3 separate regions of the Mus musculus genome follow, and all the other regions are linked to region 3. A link is a contact called in public promoter capture Hi-C data. All regions are on one chromosome and are shown on one strand. The core of a region is the stretch at or near the end of the contact, and the rest is flanking DNA. Distances in the headings are between cores, read along the strand shown.

Region 1 (2,700 bases), core at 184-2,683, 260 kb after region 3:
CTGTATGAAGTGCACACTAGGATATATGAGCCAATATTGATAGTTGCAGATTATGTTAAAAAGGAAAACCAAAAATAACACAAAAATGGGTGAGACCAAATACCTCCACAGGACTGGATCCACCTGAATGTCTAGATTTGGGAACTTTGTTAACATCAGGATACCCCAAAGGACAATGGGGACATGGGAAAATGGCTCAGTGGGTGAAGTGCTTGCTGCAAACATGAGGACAAGTGTTTGGATCCCCAGCACTCCTAGAAGCCTGGTTAGCTGTGCTGCACCTGTAACCCCCGTGTTGAGAGGGGATCAAGCGATGCTGGAGGTCATTGGCGGGGCAGTCTCGCCCACACTGTAAGTTCCAAGGTTACGGAGATATCCTGCCTCAGAAAATGAGATGGCAAGTTATTGAAGAAGGTACATGATGTAGGTCTCTGGTCTGCACATGTGCTTCCACATACATGCACACACGAGGGAAGATGTACAAAAAGTTAAGAGAAATATAGAAAAATCACTCTCTGGATAGAAAAGCTCTAACACCTCACATATTTTGAAACGGGAGGGTACGCCACAATGTAGTTGTAGCTTTAATGACCCAAAGGTCATATTACTCCCATTACAAGGACCCTTGACATAATTTTTAAGGTGTTTTAAGGATTCTGTGTTGGCTAGTCCTATGTCAGCTTGATGCACAAACTAGAGTTATCTGAAATGCTGTACGGCATTTTAAAAAACTAGTTATTGATTGGGGAGGGCCATCCCTGGGCTGGTGGTTCTGGGTTCTATAAGAAAACTCTCTATGGCCTTTGCATCTGTTCCTGCCTCCAGGTTTCTACTGCCCTGTTTGAGTTCCTGCTGACTTTCTTAGATTATGAACAGCAGTATGGACGTGTAAGCCAACTAAACCCTTTCAAGCTCCTCACCTTGCTTTTTGGTCATGGTGTTTTGTCGCAGCCATAAGAACCCTAATCCAACGCAAAATAATAGTGCCCACTCCTAAATTGCTTCAGAGGGCTCTGTAGTTCTCTCAAAGAAGGCAGTCCTCAAAATGCACATCTGCACTGCCATTTTTTATTTGTCCGATGGTGCCAGCCTACCAAATGCAACAACTGACGTTCTTTTCAAGAATATTGGTCGGGGTCGGGTGGAGCGGTTAGAGAGAAAACACAGAACTCCTGAGACCTTTTTTGGAAGGGGCTCCCTTTAGCTTATACTGACTCCTGACGCACGACTATTAGCGTGATGTTGTAACACAGCGGCGGGGATGAAGGGACGGCGCTGGGAGAGATACGCATGGCAGATCGCTAAACTGAGAGCAGAAAGGCTCGAAGCCAAGGCATTGAAGAACTGATCAACTTCACCCCACACCAATTACACAGCCGCCCCATCGCCCGCGCAGGCGCACGACGACCAACACGGGGCGGGAGGCCACGCCGGAAGTTCTCTAAGCGCCCCGGATGCGACTGGGCGGCGGTGGTTGCCAGGCGACGGGAGCTTCTCCGATCCACCAGTGCTCGCAAATGGAGGTGTAGAACCCGTTATATATTAGCGTGCCTTGACCGCTGTGGGTCGTCTTCTCCGAGTTCCCACGATGTTCTTCTACCTGAGCAAGAAAGTGAGTTTCTCCTGGGGACCGCCGTCGCGCCGCCTCCATTCCTGTAGCCCGCCGGTGCCCGCATTCTCCCGGGACTGCAGGCGGCTGCCAGGCAGCTTCTCCATCTTCCTGTCACCTATCTCCTCTCACAGGTCTCTGTGCTCCGGTAGTCCTTGGCAGAGCCAGCAGCTCTTTCTCAGGATTCTTCCACATTCCAGTCATGCCAAGTTTCTTTTCAGTGATAAAAAGTGATCACCAAGCGCTGGTGGTCTTTCCTCTGCTACTTGTTGATCCAGAAGGTAGATTATGACAGTCTGCCCTAAGAGAGAAATATAAGTGTGGTGTGGGAAAGGAAGTAAGAGCAGCAGCGATACGAATTTATGTCTCAGTTCCCGCCTCAGTTCAGACACCCCCACCCCGTTCCCGCCCGCTTCCTTGGCAATCACCTTCCTTTATGTGCACTTCTTTACAGAATGCTAGGGCTCAGAACATTTAAGAAGACCACAGCCATTTTCATAATAGTTCATTTTGCTGCAGGGCGTTATTGTTTCTCTCTCCCTTTTTCATGCTCTTTTTTGAGACAGGATATTGCTGTGTAGCCCAGGCCAGCTTCCAACTTTCCACCCTTCTGCCTCAGTGCTGGGATTGGTAACATGGGCTACGACAAGTTCGGGCAGGTTTCTTCTTGGAAGATGTTTGCCTGTCTATATCTCCTGGATGGAGATCCTCCAACTCCTTCGTGAAAAGCTAGCATCACTGTGATTCGTGTTTACAGATTGCTGTTCCCAATAATGTGAAGCTGAAATGTATATCCTGGAACAAGGACCAAGGGTTCATAGCATGTGGCGGTGAGGATGGATTACTGAAAGTTTTAAGACTCGAGACACAGACAGGTAAGTGATCATCACCAGTACAGATGTGTGAAACTGGTAGAAAGCAGTGGCTAGTGGCTAGTGGCTAGTGAGACCTACTTATGGTATTTGTCATTATGAAGTTTTAATTTTTTTAAAGGGGTTTATTCTTATGGTATGGGTGTTTTGCCTGAACGTATTTTATGGTGTCACATGCATGTAGTGCCTGTGGGGGCCAGAAGAGGGCATGGGATCTTT
Region 2 (2,714 bases), core at 65-2,564, 320 kb after region 3:
TTAGGACATGAGCTCTGTTTCTACTTAAGGTTAAATTTCTGTATGTTCATAAATGAGGAAATGGCATTTTAAGACTTTTTATTATTTGAAGTTTTAAAGACTACAAGCCTCATTCAAGAGGAAGCATTTGGTCTCTTTTCTTTGTAATAAACATGAATTAACTGATTTTGAGTAATGCTGTAGTTATCATCAAGCTTATCCCGAGCTATGCCATGGTTCAGAGTACTCTAGTGGCCTAAATGTGACCCCAGCAGCCACAGCATGCACTAATGTGGCCGGTCCCAGCATTCTGGTAAGCAGTGTACCTGCACAGGCACTGCCGACCTCTCTCATCTGCCATACACAGCTCATTATATTTTGCTGAAATGTACTTTAAGATCACTTTTCTGACCGGGCAGTGGTGGCACATGCTTTTAATCCCAGCACTTGGGAGGCAGAGGCAGGGAGATTTCTGAGTTCGAGGCCAGCCTAGTCTACAGAGTGGGTTCCAGGACAGCCAGGGCTACACAGAGAAACCGTGTCTCGAAAAAACAAAACAAATCACTTTTCTTTATTCTCAGAGCTCAGATCAAAAGTTTTTCTGAGACATTATTTGAAATAAACATGAAAACAAATTCTGAAGGGAAAAAAGGACGTTTATCCCATGTTTCCTTCCACTATAATGTAGGGAAATGTGGCATTTGCATTGTCTTCACATCCACAGACACATCCTCGGACACACACAGAGACATACACAGAATATATATCACATGGGAGAAAAAGCTAAGTCTTTTTAGGAAAATATACAGTGACTGAAGTGGCAGAGAATTGTTACCATAGAGACTACAGAAAGTTCACACTCAGAAACATGGACAAATTTGTTTCAAAGTAACAGAATATTAACTCTGTTGCCATAGCTCTAGACGCTTATTTTGGGTATCTAAAATGAAAACAGCAATATTATGTTGCCCTCTACTGTCTGCTTCTATAATTATTTTCTAAAAAAAAATTTTTTAAAGACTTCTTTATTTACTATGTATACAGCATTCTGCCTGGATATATGCGCACCACCACCGCCCGGCCATGGGCACTGTCTGTCTGTCTATCTATCATCCATCTAATCTAATCTAATCTAATCTAATCTAATCTAATCTAATCTAATCTAATCTAATCTAATCTAATCTAATCTAATCTAATCTAATCTAATCTAATCTAATTATGTATACACATGTCACAAAGATTTAAATTCTCTTAATTTCCCGCGAACGGCGTCAGGCGCTACCAGTTGTCTCGCGATACTACGGGTCTTCAAACAGGACAAACGTCCTTTTCCTTTAGCCAACGAAGTCCCGTGAGCGGTAGCTGTGGTTCCGCTTCCACCCGGGTGAGGCGGTCATGGCCTTGCGGCCAGGCCGAGAGGGCGGAGAGAGCTCGGCCGCCCTGGCCACGGCGCAGGCTCGCTTCTCCAGGGGCGAGTTTGCCGAGGCCCGGGAGCTGTACTCCGCCTTCATTGGCCAGTGCGCGCGTCACGGGAGGTAACTATCGCGAGAGCGGGCTGGGCGCGTGGGTGGTCCCCGAGCCACGCGCGGACCGCGGAGTCCTGGGCTGCCGCTTGGTTTCCCCAGAAAAGATCCCCTCCGAGCCCTGTCCTTCGGGGAGGGGACGCCTTGGTCTCCGCAGAGGCCCAGGCGGCAGGAAGCCGCTGTTCTGGGCAGGGAAGGTGGTCGTCCTCGGAACCACAGCGACGCCTTTGTGTTCCGGACGCGAAGGTTCCGGTTCAGCACCCGCTTAAGCTAAGCACAGTCGCTGCACCCAGCTGTCCCGTTAGTGTTTACCACGACGTCACAGCACACTCCTGAAGTTAAGGGTTGTTAATGTGACACCGCTAGAACATCACAAGAGTCCTTTCTGTAGAATATCAAGCCAGCGATGAAACGTTTATTGCCCAGTACAGTTCTTTGTTACTTTGATATTTGAGTTCGAGCAGCTTATCAAGATGTGCACTCTGACCCCTCTATTCCCACTACGCTTTGAGTCTTTAGAAAACGGGGTTGTATGTCGAGCCAAAATCTGATAATTATAAAAATTTTGACATTTAGGGGTCTTGGTTGCATTCTGTTTTCTGCCAGTTAAGGAATTAAAAGGCAGTAAAACTCTCAAGCCAGGCAGGTAGCAGCGGAGGAGGAGGAGGTGGTGGAGGAGGAGGAGGGTGCCACGACTAAGTACAGCTTATGAGAGAATCCGCTAATGAGGAAAGGTTTCCTAGGGGTGAGAAAACTTGAGTGGGCAAACAGATAAAACCCTCGGCAAAGCGGAAGAGGATTTCAGGAACCCGCAGATCCACTCCTTTGAGGGTTTAAGGAACTGAGGGTTGGTCAGTTTGAGCACAGAGCCCTAAGCATGTCCGATCCAGCTTTGAACTTGTGTAGTAGTAGCATAGCAGAGCCATCAGCGGGGGTGGGGTGGGGTGGGGGGCTCTATTGGTGAAAAAAAAGTAGAAAAGCCTTTTTAGGCTGCCGGGTTTTTGTTTCCGGTCAGCCGGGTCAGGAAGAAGCAGGTCAGGTTGGCAGTTCACTATATTTATTATCTAGTCTCAGCTCCTCTCTTGATACATCTGCTTATCAGGGAGTCTTACTCTTAGCCCCTCCGTATTGTTTGTCCCAATGTCTCTGTATTGGTTGTGAATTGGTCGTTAAACCGGGAGAATCGATCCAACTCTGCAGGTTCACAATTCC
Region 3 (2,700 bases), core at 113-2,612:
ATGATAGCAAACTTATGCCAGTGTGGAACATCTTAAATTAGAGGCTGTTAAGTTTGATGAACAGCTGGTGTTCGACACAAGTAAAACACTCATTACTACTAAACTTAGGTACTTATATACTTTGAATGTGTTATGAATGCATAGTTTCTCAGAGCAATACACTTAAAGTAAGATTCCTATATAAAACATATATAAGAAAAGATAGACTATGTTAGGATTAAAAACAGTGTAAAAAGAATATTAGAGGGGCTCACTAGTTAAGAGTACTGGCTGCTCTTCCAGAGGTTGAGTTCAATTCCCAGCAACCACATGGTGGCTCACAACCAACCATCTATAATGAGATCTGGACCCCTTTTCTGGCCTGCAGGTATACATGCAGGCAGAATACTGCATCATCATCATCATCATCAGTAGTAGTAGTAGTAGTAGTAGTAGTAGTAGTAGTATGTCAGAAACATGAACAATGTTGATGAGAAGAGAAACCAATGCTGAAATTTTAATTCAGTATTAGTGAATTTCTTGTGAAAATTAGGGTAGTGTGGTGCAGCGGGGTTGGTATTTTGTTTATATAAAATTGTGTGTGTTCTGTATACTTTTTAAGTTTTCAAAATTTACTACATTTACCTTTAAAGAGAAACAACTTGGAACAGTAGAGATGATCTTTGGGTAGCTGTTTATTGTATAGGGCTTTCATAAAGGCTCGCTGTTTGGCTGCTACTCCCTTTCTTGCTTGCTCTTCTGTTCTTTTAGCTAAAACTACCCAGTCTTACATTTATTCTCATTAAGGAAGCAAGTGCAAAAGATAAAAGGGTTTGCACAGAAAAAAACCTTTGAAAGTCACAGTTGTGAGTCAGCTTTTGTTTTAGTTTAGATTTCTTTCACTCACGGAAACTTAACCATCATGTCTGGTTAGTTTTTTGATAAGTGGAATTTTGAGCTTTGCCATATTTGGGGTTTTTTTTTTTTTGCCATATTTGTTATTTAATAGTTGTTTTTTATTCTTAATTTTTGTCTATGGCTTTAGACAAAAGTTTCAAGTAGTATAGTTGTAAATTTTGACAAATTTTCTTACCTGTGTCTTTGTCTTATCTGTATGATTGAGTTATATGATTATGCTATTCAAATTGAGGAGAGTGATAAAATTAAAAATACTGAAACTGTTACCTTAAGTAGTTACGAAATAGGAAAAGATATGAGAAATGGAACATTTGATGACTCAGAAAGCCTTACTTATTCTTCATATTTTGGGACTTTTTTCCCCTTCATACTTAACTATTTTATTTACCCTTGGATTTGCTCCGTTTACTCATAGTGCTCTTCTGTTTTCTTTACTTAGTCGCACTCCTGGAAGTCGCCAAGCCTCTCCAACTGAAGTAGTTGAGCGCCTTGGCCCTAGTACTAATCCCCCAGAAGGATTGGGCCCTCTTCCTAATCCGACAGCGAATAAACCACTTGTTGAAGAATTTTCAAACCCTGAAACTCAGAATCTGGATGCAATGGACCAAGTTGGTCTGGATTCCTTACAGTTTGACTATCCTGGTAATCAGGTACCCATGGATTCTTCAGGAGCTACTGTAGGCCTTTTTGACTACAATTCCCAACAGCAGGTAAAGAGACTTCTGTAACACTATTATTAGTGAAATCTGAAGTGGTATGACTCACTAGGAATGATAAGGGTTTTGACACTTAATGCTTTATTGATTAAAATGTCATTATGGTTAAGAAAGTTCTTCAAATAAGTGTTTAAAATATTCATAGCTTTTTAATGAGAATTGCGATGTTTTGGTATTAATCTTTGTATTAAATATTTTCCTGGATAGCTCTTTCAGAGGACTAGTGCACTAACAGTTCAGCAGTTAACTGCAGCTCAGCAGCAGCAGTATGCATTAGCAGCAGCTCAGCAGCCACATATAGGTAAGTCTTTTCAATTAAGTTACACCTTTTCATTATTAGAAGAAAAAGCTGGTATTAATGTATTTAAACTTTCCTTTTATTTCTTAATGTCTTGTTTACATTTTGTTACTTTCTGAAACACCTCTGAGGTTAGTAGTAACAGATTACACACTAAAGATTATGATTAATGGAGGGAATCATTTTGATTATTTGCATCATTGGTTAAATCTGTCTGTAATTTGGGCCAGCAAGATGCTCCAGTGCGTTTGTCACAAAGCCTGATGACCCAAATTTGATCTTAAAATCCAGGATCTATGGGGAAGGAGAGTGCCAGCTCCACAGGTTATCATCTGACCTCCACATGTGCTCTGTGGCGTGAAAACACACTCACACATACATTTGAAAATTTATACTTGATAAATGTTGTTAGTTTTTAAGATTTTTTTTCTCAGTTGATAATTGGTAATCAAAGATCTAGAAATAAAATGTTATTATTTATATAATCTATTTTCCAGTCAGAACGCTCATTTTTAGATTTAATCTAAAACAAGAATACTAAAAAATTTTCTGTAAAATTAACTTTTTTGATATCTAGTTCTAACTAATGTGAATTAACTCAGCCATATAATTATTACTGATAAAATTCAAGTTTGGTACATGTTTTGTTGTCTATATTTAGTTATTTTTGTCTTTCTTGTTTTTCCTACCACTTGCACATCTTTACTGTTTAATAATATAGATGATAATAATATGCTAATAACTGTTTTGTTTTTCTTCTCAGCCCTCTGATTCTGACTCTTAATAGTA

What was found. Promoter capture Hi-C pulls out the DNA fragments that hold promoters and counts their contacts.
Region 1: a promoter capture Hi-C map of the C10 cell line shows a contact between it and region 3. The contact joins the promoter of Wdr35 here to the enhancer-like site in region 3. A contact is called at or near these places in 14 of 39 promoter capture datasets (the C10 cell line, the SN4741 cell line, cranial neural crest and 9 more), 1 of 484 Hi-C or Micro-C datasets (nephron progenitors), 10 of 115 datasets of contacts at active chromatin or transcription factors (T-cell acute lymphoblastic leukemia, astrocytes, bone marrow-derived macrophages and 6 more) and 4 of 9 other capture datasets (adipose tissue, embryonic stem cells, liver and 1 more).
Region 2: a contact with region 3 is called in a promoter capture Hi-C map of maxillary cranial neural crest, with 4 times the contacts expected there. The contact joins the promoter of Ttc32 here to the enhancer-like site in region 3. A contact is called at or near these places in 10 of 39 promoter capture datasets (the C10 cell line, the HPC-7 cell line, HPC-7-derived erythroid cells and 7 more), 1 of 484 Hi-C or Micro-C datasets (bone marrow-derived macrophages), 6 of 115 datasets of contacts at active chromatin or transcription factors (the 230-238 cell line, the NIH/3T3 cell line, craniofacial prominence and 2 more) and 5 of 9 other capture datasets (adipose tissue, embryonic stem cells, liver and 2 more).

What each region holds. Positions count from the first base shown.
Region 1 is chr12:8,972,568-8,975,267 of GRCm38.p6, forward strand. Wdr35 (WD repeat domain 35) reads left to right here and starts at 1,434. Exons shown (of 27, transcript NM_001159527.1): 1 at 1,434-1,612; 2 at 2,367-2,484. The coding sequence starts at 1,589.
Region 2 is chr12:9,028,683-9,031,396 of GRCm38.p6, forward strand. Ttc32 (tetratricopeptide repeat domain 32) reads left to right here and starts at 1,315. Exons shown (of 3, transcript NM_029321.2): 1 at 1,315-1,514. The coding sequence starts at 1,375. It overlaps Wdr35 (WD repeat domain 35), which reads left to right. Exons shown (of 27, transcript NM_001159527.1): 27 at 1-165.
Region 3 is chr12:8,712,024-8,714,723 of GRCm38.p6, forward strand. Pum2 (pumilio RNA-binding family member 2) reads left to right here. Exons shown (of 21, transcript NM_001160220.1): 6 at 1,337-1,607; 7 at 1,821-1,914. Among named protein-coding and RNA genes, the nearest start is that of Pum2, 39 kb to the left of the region's middle. Within about 2 kb of position 1,363, at least 6 of the 459 cell types and tissues checked have an H3K27ac peak or open chromatin away from gene starts, as enhancers often do.